Linked DNA regions of Mus musculus: region 1 is linked to region 2. A link is a contact called in public Micro-C data. All regions are on one chromosome and are shown on one strand. Each heading gives the region's core, a stretch centred on a gene start, on an enhancer-like site or on the middle of the called end of the contact. The rest is flanking DNA. Distances are from core to core; before and after follow the strand shown. Region 1 overlaps 1700112D23Rik (RIKEN cDNA 1700112D23 gene). Region 2 has its middle 3.7 kb from the start of Gm42196.

Region 1 (5,871 bases), core at 3,146-5,645, 560 kb after region 2:
GGAGCATAGAGGCTGTTCCACAATGGTACCTAGAACTCTGTCCACAGAGATGCCCTCAAGATAAAGGTAGTGCCATGGAAGACAGCTCCAGTAGTTCTTTCAAATAACAGAAGTTATAAGTTCAAAGTGGTATTTTCTTACTTCAATGAAAAAAAAAATGTCGCAAAACAAGTCAATGATAAAATGACACAGAAGATCCAAATCTAACTCCTAAATCTAAGTACAATATTTCTACGTTAGTCTGGAAGAGTTTTTATTTTGTTTTTAAAACATGCTTTTGCCTAAGTTATGCTATATTAAGGAGTCTGTGTTCAATATTATTTCTTTGGATAATATTATATAAAAAATAAAATACCATATATTGTATTTCAGTGTAATGTATATAAGAGGATTAAAATAGCAGGGCAAAAAACAAACCTTGTTTGTAATTCTTAAAAATTGTAAAAATGTTATTTACCCATGTGTATATACCAAATATGCTTTTTGGCCAGCACATGTAGCAAATTAAAAAATGTTAGGTAATATCTGTGCTTCCAGTGTCCCAAATAGAGATAGTGCATAGAGTGTAAGACACATGTACTTGTGATTTTTAATAAAATTCTTTGTTAAGAATACAAGGAGGAGAGTCTGCTGGCCGCCACATTGATCACTCTGCTGGAGTTTTTAGTAATTTGTAACTTGCTGTACATACATACATACATACACACACACACACACACACACACACACCTCTTAAAAGGAAAGTGGTCTTAAGTTAGAAACTTATATACAACTACTATTCTTGCGCCCATAAATATGTTTCTGAATGATTGGTGCTGCTGCTGTTTATATGGAAAGTACCCATATTAATAAAAAAATAGTTATATTGATTTACTGTGCATGTTTTTTTCTCAATGTATTTTTCCTTATTCTTTTTTTAATTGGATATTTTCTTTATTTACATTTTAAATGTTATCCCCTTTCCCAGTTTTCCCCCAAGAAATCATCTATCGCATCCCCCTCCCCCTGCTTCTAGGAGGGTGCTCCCCTACCCACCCATCCACTCCTGCCTCCCCACCCTCTCATTCCCCTACACTAGAGCATCGAGCCTTCACAGGACCAAGGGCCTCTTCTACCACTGATGCTCAACAAGGCCATCCTCTGCTATATATGTGGCTGGAGCTATGGGTCCCTCCATGTGTACCCCTGGGTTGGTGGTTTAGTCTCTGGGAGCATTGGGGGGGGTGGGCATCTGTTTGGTTGATGTTGTTGTTCTTCCTATAGGGTTGCAAACCTCTTCCCCTCCTTCATTCCTTTCTCTGGCTCCTCCACTGGGGACCCCATGCTTGGTCCAATGGTTGGCTGTGAGCATCCGCCTCTGTAATTGTAAGGCTCTGGCAGGGTCTCTCAGGAGACAGCTTAATCAGGCTCCTTTCAGCAAGCACACACACATGCATGCATATGCAGTTTATGTGCACAATAATTACATATAGAAATAAGTAATGAACTATTCAATAAAATCCAAAATTTCAACTCATTTTCATTAGTAATGTGTTAGTACCAATGGCTGAAATGCACACCAATAAGCCCTTCCTCTATGTCTCTTTCTTCATTCATACGCTATCATTGTAAGGAATATGTACAAACTTCATAATATGCTATCATTGTAAGGAATATGCACAAACTTTTCTTTAAGTTGTAAATTTTATTGTATTTTTATCACTACTTTTATTCACTTCCCCTAAAGAATTTTGTCTTAAAGTAATATATATTTTAATATTTTACACATTATTATAAATAACTTTAACAAAAATGTCTATAATTTTAACTATAAAAATCTATTGTGTTTACAAACCCAAAATGTTATGCCTTTTTTTTTCTGATTGGGTTAGTATGTATGGTTATTAGCAAATACAGATAATGGAACACCTATAATTTTGACAAAATCAAATTCATCAGATAATCAGTTATTTTACAAATTTATCTCAACAAGAAGTAGGTGTGGCCCAGTTGTATATCACCAATTTTGTATGTACAAGCCTAACATTATAAAAAAGAAATATGAGGAAATGGTATGGGTTAAGTATTTTTGTGATCAACCTGCCTATTAATAGATGAGGAGTTCTTATTTGTAAAATAAAATAGTATTCAATATAAATTCAATGACCACTTATTGTTATTCTAAATATAAGTATTCAAAATTATATTTTGAAATATGTTGAATATTTTGAAGTAATATTCAACATACAAATATAGATAATTTTTTAAAAGTTTATTAAAAAGTTGTTTAAAAATGTAAAGGATTTGAGAAATGGCTAGGCAATTAGGAGCTGTCACTGTTCTTGAAGAGGAACCAGGTTCAGTTCCCAGCACCCACATGGCAGCCTCAACTGACTGCAGGAAACTCATACCCACGTACACACACATAGCATACACATCATACACATACACACACACACACACACACACACACACACACACACAAATAAAATAAGCCTATAAAAATTGTTTAGGAAAATATTTTCCTAAGTAGACCAATAGGAATAAAATAAGCAATGTTATTTAATTCCGCAAGCCATTTATAAGTTATAGCCTGTGATGACTATTCCTGGTTGTCAGCTTGACTACATCTTGAATTAACTAAGCCCCCCCCCCCCAAAATGGGGCACACATATGAGATATTTTTGCTTAATTTGAAGTGGTAAGATCTAGTTCTAATCTTGACTCTCAAGATAGGAAGACCCAGCTCTAATCTGGGCCACGCCTTCTTCTGGAATCTTCTGTAAGACATGAAAGAAGAAAGTTGTTGCTCTTTGTTTGCTTTTACCTCACTAGCAAGTCCAGTCCTTCATTGGCATCAGAGCCTACTTCTTCAAGATTCCAACACATATTGAAGACCAGCTGAAACATACAGCTAATGGCCTGAACAAGTACTAGAATCTTGGACTGGAATATATATATATATGAATGAAGATGGAGATGGAGACAGAGGGGGAAGAGGGAGGGGGAGGAGGGAGAGAGAGAGAGAGAGAGAGAGAGAGAGAGAGAGAGAGATTCATTCTGTAAGTTCTGTTACTCTGGAAAACCCTGACATATAGCCCAAACATTTCCAGGGCCGGTGAGATATCTTCAGGTGTAATACACTTGACACCAAGCCTGATGACCTGAGTTCCATCCCTAGGCCCACATAGTGGAAGGAGAGAGCTGACTCCCATAAGTTGTTCATAGACCTCCATATGTGTACACACACACACACACACACACACACACACACACACAGACAGACAGACAGACAGAGGGAGACAGAGAGACAGAGAGATGAAAATTTTAAAATCAGTTCAACAATCTTGGCTTTTAATTTTATGAAGTAAAAAAGTAAAGAACTTGTGTGGTGTGGACTGTTCTCCATTTGAACATGTTCTCCCAGTTTTCTTCATTATGTATCCTGCTTCTAATAATAGAAAAGAAATGAGAGACAGATTACCTTCTCCTAGAGGTGCATGCTGGGATAAGAAATGCATCTGCAAGCTGAAGACCAATGCAAGGTCTTATTATGATGAAAGAGAATATGGATTAGTCAGGATCCTGCAGAGGAACAGAACCAATGGGGGTGTGTGGTCCCTGTGCTACAAAGAAAGCTTGAAAGGCTCATTCTCATCTCAGCAAAGGAAGCAGCAACAGCAACAGAGCAAGTTAACTTGGAGGCAAGAGGGAAGACCAAGCAAGCAACGGGTGAGGAGGCCGATTTCTTTCTGCCATTTTTGTCTGAACTGCTACTAGAAGATGCTTCTACCAGAGGGCAGATCTCCCCACATCAATCAAGATGACCAGGGAACTTTTTCAGATGAGTATCTATGAAGGCCACTGAAATCTGTGACAAGCTGGCATTAAAAACCAACCCTAATCATATGTGAATGTTTCTAGGCTGAGAGAAAAGAGGAATAGAGAAAGAACTTCAGGGTGAATTAGAGGAAGGCAAATAACAGAGCATGAGAAAGTTTGATAGCAACAGCTAAGTATATGGCACATACCTGAGACCCCAGTACTCAAGATGCTAAGGAAACGGGATTGCTGGTTCAAGTCCAGAGTGGACTACAAAACAAGACTCATCTAAAACAACAACAGCAGTGGGCAAAGCTTGCTATTAGGAAGAAAGAGGAAATAAGAGATGGATTAAAATCTGTAGACATTTGTGAGACAATGTAGAAAAGTTACGGTTATTCATGTTGTATAGACAGCCTTCAGCAGACAAAGAGTAAGACGGGCCTGTGCTCTGAACAGGATTCCTAGAGGTAAGTAACTCCTGGATTAAGCACTGAAGCCAGCAGCATTGCTGGGCTGTGCCCTCACCACAGGGCCAGCAGCATTGCTGGGCTGTGCCCTCACCACAGGGCCAGCAGCATTGCAGGGCTGCATGCACCCTCATCACAGAGTTCTCAGCTGAGTCATTCTGGGCAAGTCACACAGTTTCAAGTTTCAGTCACTCACTCCTGTGTGAAATGAAAATAAAGACAGCATTAATCTTGCTTAGGCCCAAATAGTCACCCTCAAAGAATGCATTAGCTCAAGTGTGACTGTGTGATGTGCAAGTTATTTCGTCCCTAAATGGAGTATCAGCCAGCCTGTCCTGCTGTGACAAAACACCTAGACCAGTATTGAACTGTTTCTCACAGTTGGGCAGGCAGGAGAACTGTGTGTGCACATGGGGGGAGGAAGAGACTTCTAGCATGTGTGCTTTCTAACAAGTACACTGCCCCTCTTGATTAGGGTCCCCCACATATGAACTCATTGCACCCTTATTGTCTACTGTGCCAAAGCAGCTAACTGAATTTGGAGTGTTGAGTGTGAACTGGCAAGAGAGGTGAGTGGTCAGGTCATAGCAAATGGTACAGAACTTCATCTATAGACTATGAAGAAAATTGGCTTATTTGAGTATTGGGTCAATAGAATCTTATTTGTGCATAAAAAATATATAATCTGTAGGAGAATAGATAAGTACAACAAGGTAATCAGGGCTCAGAGAGATAGAGACCCTCTCTTCTCTTTCCTCTGTAGATCACAGCTTTAGCCATTTACTAGGTGTGTCTAGGTGGGGGCACTGAGGGGAAAGGCCAGGAAACTGGAAAGGAGCCTGTGAGATGGGAGAGGAGATCCTAAGGGAACAGCACCAGGAGGAAGGTGACTACATGGCATATAAACTCTAAAGGGGGTGCTGGAGGGAGTGGGGGAGCAGGGAACGGGAGTAGCAAGCTAAGGGGGTTCCGGAGGCAGCGGGGAAGGCTGGTAGAGGGGCATGAGGAATGGGAATAGCAAGCTTAGAGAAGGAAGGATATATGGAATGTCCCTAAGAAGACCTGTAAAACTTTGTATGCTAAGCTTTTAAACATTATTTATTTTATATGTATACACTTTTCCCTGCATGTATGTATGTGTACATGTGCACGTGTGATGCACGCAGAGGTCTGAAGAAGTCATTGGATCCCCTGGAACCAAAGTTATAGTTATGAGCCACCATGTGCATGCTGGGAACAAAACTCAGCAAGAGCAGCAAGTGGTCTTCAACACTGAGCCCCAGTAAATTTATTTTTAAAAAGAAAATATTACAAATGTCCAACAAATACATATGTAAAAAAATGTTTAACCAAAACTGCAGTGAGATTCCATCTTCCCCAAGTCAGAAACAACCACCCATGTAAGGATGCAGAGAGAAGACTATCTTACACACTCCTTCTGAGCCAGTGCACTAATGCAAGCACTGTGACTGCCAATATCTGCCAAAAAATATGAGGTAAGACTACTGTATGATCCAGATATCCCACTCCTGGGTATACACAAGATGCGATCTAAAGCAGGATATCACATAGATATACAAAGATATCCATGTTTATGCAG
Region 2 (5,527 bases), core at 120-2,619:
AGGGAGGAAGGAAGAGGAGAGGGAAGGAGGGAAGAGGGAGGGAGGAATGAAGGAGGGAGGGAGGAAAGGAGAGAGGGAGAGAGGGAGGGAGAAAAGTGTCCTATCAAGGAGGTTTGGGGAAGCCATTCTTCCAGAAGATCAGAATGGAGAGCCCCACCTGCACCCCAGCCCACCTGCTGGGATAGGCCCAGAGGGAGGTGCTGAGGCCTGAGACAGCCAATGAGAGATACTTATTGTCAAGCAACAATCTCCTGTTAGTTTTTTCTGCACCATCAGAATGCAGGGGACCAGGGAAACCCCCGAGAGGGATACCTCTGGGTGCCGCTGTTACAGACAAGGACTTTTAACTATCCTTGAGGTAAACAAAAGGGATCCCTTAGAGAACAGAACACCCTGAGGACCTGGGATGCAGTTCCATTGGTAGGGTGCCTGCCTAGTGTACAAAGCCCCTAGTGGATGAGTCCTAGCACTCCATAGCCTGGACTTGATGCCAAAGGCCTGGAATCCCAGCAGGAGGCAGGAGGATCGGAAGTCCATCTTCATCTATTTAGCAAGTTCCAGGTCAGCCTAATTCCTGGAGATCCTGTTTCAAAAACGGGAGAAGAGAGGGGGATGATATGACCGAGTCTGGCTTTGTGGATGGTCCAGAGGCAGGGCAAGGCCAGAGGAGGAGCTGCTCCTGGGGACAATCCCTAGGCCTGACCCCAGCCTCACTGCTAGCCTTCTGACTGAAGCTCCAGCTCCTCGTCTGTCCAATAGGAGAAGCCATGCAGCCAGCCAGCCAGGCAAGCGGGAGGGTCTGAGGCAGTGGCAGCAGTGGACCAGGTAAACTACATTTCTTAAGTCAGCAATTCTAGCTTTTCTCCGCTCCCCCTGACCCCGCCTTTTGCCCTTCATTTAAAGGAAACATTTCTGAACGTTCCACCAGCTTCTAAAACAACCGACATTTGTTCCCACGTAGATCCCAACTGAAGGAGGGGAGGGAAGGGGGAAGGATGGAGCTGTTTTTCTTTGACTGAAGGTCAGACCCTATACTCCTCTTACCCTCCCTGATTTCCCTCTGACTCATCTTTGGGCCTGAGGCATATCACAAGCTTCCTGTCTCCTTTTCCTTACCTGGAAAAAAAAAGGTTTTATTTCATCGGCTTCCACCTGCCTTTCTGTGCCTACTGTTTTGAGACTGTGTTCTACTTCCTCTAAATTACCTTTTCACGGGGAGTTTTAGTGTTTTCTAGAAGCAGGGAACGGACCAAGTGTTCTTTGAGTGATTCCAGCAGAGAACCGCACCAGAGAGCAGCAGGTCTCAGGCCACGTGATTATCGCCCCCTGGGGGCTGTTGGCAACGTCTAGACATTTTTGGATTATGCAATCACCGGAAGAGGAAGTGTAATAAGCAGAAAAGAGAGCTATTGCCAAATACCTACCATGCATAGGACAGTGCCTGCCACAAGAAACAATATCTGGTTTACACAGCCACTTCCCTTGTCTTCGGATGAATGGAACGCTGCTCTTTCTGCTAACCCGTGACAACGTCTGACTTGGGGAGCCCACAGCAGGAAAACCTCATCCCATTCTCTTCAAGGCTCCCTCCACCATCCCCCCTGCAGCAAACTGAGGGGAAGGGGTATCTGATTTCCAAGCTCGTTTTGCAGGGTGGGGAATTCAAGTTCCCAAGACACAGGCTCAACCTGAGATGGTCCTCCCTATAGGAGTACCTGCCTTCCGCGTCCCTCGTGGATGGTGCGACACCAGACTTATCTGGTTAAAGAGAAATGCTTCCTTGCTGCCTTCTTTGCTGGGGACAAGCCCCAGACAGTTGCACTGGTAAAAACCTCAGGACCAGACCCAAAGCCTCAAGGTCCACAGACAACGATGCTAATAGGTTGGAAATAGGCACAAAAGTCCAAACAGGAAGCTTTCTATCCTCCCCCTGACTCCTCCTCCCTCTGGGTTCAGGTATCTGTTCCTTTCCCTCTTCCGGACACTGTCCCAGCTAGCAGGAAGTTGCCAGGAAAGCGAATCTTACTATGTTCTTTGAGACTGAACGTGCTGATGTTTGTAACGAGCTATGGAGAGAAAATGATTAATCCAAAGTCATGACCACCCCTGGGGGTCTTCGTTGTCCCCAAGGGGCTGACAAACCAGATGGTGACTGAGGTGACCACTTCACTCTCACGGAAGGGTTAGTGTAGGGAAGGAGCCAAACTCACCATGTATGGCTACACAGTGCTCCATGGGGCTCAGTAGACCCTGGTATGCTTTTTTGTCTTTTCTTTCTTTCTTTCTTTCTTTCTTTCTTTCTTTCTTTCTTTCTTTCTTTCTTTCTTTCTTTTGGACAGATGATTATGTTTGTCACTGAGAGTGACCTTGAACTGGTTCTCATACTGCTAGTCTCACAGGGACGTGCCACCTCTCTGCAGAGCTGCTGGTGAAAGCCAGCGCTAGCCCGACACTCCACTGCTCAGCCCGCATCGTCAACCCTGTACAGTACACTGTCACAGCAACCTAAACAGGGTAAGATGGCAAGAAGAAAAAAATGTCACAAAAGCTAAACAAAACCAAACAGAAAATAGGAAGAGTGACATCTCCGTGAGTTTTATTTGTTTGTTTAGTCTAAGTCTCACATGGTCCAGGCTGTCTTGAATTCACTCGGAGAACTGATGGTTGACTTTGAACTTTGGTCCTCTTACCTTCAGCTCAGCAGATGTTGGCATTATCAATCCTTCCTTACCTTCTATCAATTAAAAAGTTCTTATAAATATCATATACATTTCCATATTTCATTTTATGTGCATCTTGGCATACAACCAAGTACTTTCTATGGGTTTCCACGACTGTTCCTCACAACCCTATGCAGTGGTAATTATTATCCAGATATTAATATAAAATAATATGTGAGGAATAATAAATATAACCTGCAATGATTGGAGACTTCGAGGAATTAGTCAGTAGTACAACAGGCAGAGATAGGATTTGATCCTGACGATAGCTGTGATTACAAAGTTACACCATAATGTTTTGTGTTCAGGAAATAAATCTCTGAGCCTCTTTGCTCCAGGCATCTCAAATAATGCCGGTTCAAAGAACAAGAAGAGTGTTCTTGGACTCAGTGGCTTCCTCTGCTGCTTCTGTTCGGCCCCGTAGTTACAAAGGTGGCCACAGGAGACCTGCAGAAGCGGGACTTCACGTTCAGTCCACAGAACAGCCACGTCGTCATTGCTGAGACCAGCGGTTCTCAACCTGTGGGCCTCAGCCCCTTTAGGGGCAAATGACCCTTTCACAGGGGTTGCCTAAGATAATCAGAAAACATAGATACTTACATTTCAATTTATAATAGAAGCAAAACTATAGCAGTGAAGTAGTAATAAAACATTTATAGAGGCAGGCAGATGTCTGAGTTCGAGGCCAGCCTGGTCTACAAAGTGAGTTCCAGGACAGCCAGGGCTATACAAAGAAACCCTGTCTCGAAAAAAAAAATTATGATTGGGGGTCTCCATAACATGAGGAACTATATTAAGTTGTCTCAGCATTAGGAAGGTAGAGAACTGTCATAGACACCCAATAGAGTCTAGTCTTTTCTTTTCCCTCCTCCTTCCCTACCTCTTTGAGACAAAGCTGCCTGCAGCCCAGAATGGCCTGAGAATCACATATAGCCAGGGTAAACTTTAAACCTTTCTTGCCCGTTCCTCTCAAGTCCTGGGATTACAGACATGTGCCACCATACTCAATCTATTCAGTGCTGGGTTACAAATCTTGTCTCCTAGAATCCTAGGGAGGAACTAGGAGCTACTAAGTGAGCTGCCTCTCCAGTCCAGAAATCCAATTTCTTAAAATATCACAGCCTGTGTTATGACAAAGCCTCCAGGTGGTTTTAATGCACTAAAGCTTAAGAATCAGTGACCTGGGAATGTCATTGCCGCGTGGCCATAAGTGTGAAGCAGGGACTGAAAGGGTAGAGGAAGCAATAATTACAACCATTGCAATTGAATCGGAGGCTACTTTTCTTGTTTTTTAACTGCCACTATCTGAGACACCTGGGGCAAAACGGCTCAGTTATTTACTGTACACAGAACGGTGTGAAGGACCTAGGAGAGTCTACATCTAATTAGCTGTGAAACTGCATATTTTGTCTTTGATTTTCAATGGACCCATCTCTGTCGTGTCTGCCCTGTGCCAGGACCCTCCCTGTCTCTCTTCCAGCTCCCATCATCCTCCATACCACATTAACTCTTTGCTTTGATGGTTTCTATTGTGTAGCTTCTGGAACAGACCTCAACTCCTTAAGTTGACATTTAAGAACCCTGAAAATATTGTGCCCTGACTATTTTCTTTCTTTTCCTTTCTTTCTTTCCTTTTCTTTGCTTCCTCTCTTTCTTTCCCTTTCTTTCTTTCTTTCTTTCTTTCTTTCTTTCTTTCTTTCTTTCTTTCTTTCTTTCTTTTCTTCCTTCCTTCCTTCCTTCCTTCCTTCCCTCCCTCCCTCCCTCCCTCCCTCCCTCCCTTCTTTCTTTCTTTCTTTCTTTCTTTCTTTCTTTCTTTTCTTCCTTCCTTCCTTCCTTCCTTCTTTCCTCCTCCTTCCTTCCTTCCTTCCTTCCTTCCTTCTTTTCTCCTCCTTCCTTTCTTTCTTTCTTTCTTTCTTTCTTTCTTTCTTTCTTTCTTTCTTTCTTTCTTTCTTTCTTTCCTCCCTCCTTCCTTCCTTCCTTCCTTCCTTCCTTCCTTCCTTCCCTTCTTTCCATCCTTCCTTCCTTCCTTCCTTCCTTCCTTCTTTCCTCCCCCTTCCTTCCTTTCTTTTTTGATAAGGTGCTTTGGAATTACTTATGTAGCTGAGGGTGACCTTGAACTTCTGAAGCCTCTACTTTCTGGGTGCTGAGATTCCAGGTCTTAACTCCATGTCCAATTGGTGCTTGGGGACTGAAGCCACGACTCTGTGCATGCTGGGTAGGCACTCTCCCACCTGACCGCTAACCCAGCCTTGAGCCTTTCTTATTCTTACCTTTGAGCACCTGAAACCAGATCATTGAGTTTGCCACAGACTCAGTGTTCTCACTCCACCAGTTGTTTATACAGTTTTCTCTAGCGAGGATTACTTCATGCTAGTCCTTCCACATTTACAAAGTCTGCCTCCCATATCATCTGCTTCACAGTCTCTCTTGATCCTTCTAACTACAGATTTGTACAGGATTCGTCTTTAATTATATGCTTGTGAACACGCTTTCTATGTTTCCCTACTAGATTTGGGGAAGACAGATATTTGTCCATTTTTATTGTTGCATTTTTCTATAGAGCTCCACATTGTGATGAAGCTTGATAAATGGTGTGTGTGTGTGTGTGTGTGTGTGTGTGTGTGTGTGTATGTGTGTGTGGTGTTTGCCTGTACATGTTTGTGAGTGCATATATATATATATGCATGTGCACCTGTAAAGGTCAGAGGTTGATTTGGGGTGTCCTTCTCAGTTACTGTCTACCTTGTTTTTTGAGACAGGGTCTTTCACTTATTAGGGCAGACTGACTGGCCTACAAGCCCTAAAAA

What was found. A called contact is a pair of places that touch in the nucleus more often than the background predicts.
Region 1: a Micro-C map of muscle stem cells shows a contact between it and region 2, with 5 times the contacts expected there. The contact joins two enhancer-like sites. A contact is called at or near these places in 15 of 39 promoter capture datasets (the 3T3-L1 cell line, the C10 cell line, the HPC-7 cell line and 7 more), 8 of 15 datasets of contacts at CTCF or cohesin (CD8 T cells, the NIH/3T3 cell line, embryonic stem cells and 4 more), 187 of 484 Hi-C or Micro-C datasets (the 3T3-L1 cell line, 3T3-L1-derived adipocytes, the AML12 cell line and 101 more), 30 of 115 datasets of contacts at active chromatin or transcription factors (the NIH/3T3 cell line, PVALB interneurons, Th17 cells and 25 more) and 2 of 9 other capture datasets (embryonic stem cells and embryonic tail).

What each region holds. Positions count from the first base shown.
Region 1 is chr3:28,730,491-28,736,361 of GRCm38.p6, forward strand. The region is part of intron 2 of 1700112D23Rik (RIKEN cDNA 1700112D23 gene); the gene reads right to left. Among named protein-coding and RNA genes, the nearest start is that of Slc2a2, 36 kb to the left of the region's middle. Within about 2 kb of position 4,396, at least 43 of the 459 cell types and tissues checked have an H3K27ac peak or open chromatin away from gene starts, as enhancers often do. A contact at or near this core is called in the AML12 cell line and muscle stem cells, where this site is marked.
Region 2 is chr3:28,170,067-28,175,593 of GRCm38.p6, forward strand. No RefSeq gene overlaps it. Among named protein-coding and RNA genes, the nearest start is that of Gm42196, 3.7 kb to the right of the region's middle. Within about 2 kb of position 1,370, at least 82 of the 459 cell types and tissues checked have an H3K27ac peak or open chromatin away from gene starts, as enhancers often do. A contact at or near this core is called in the AML12 cell line and muscle stem cells, where this site is marked.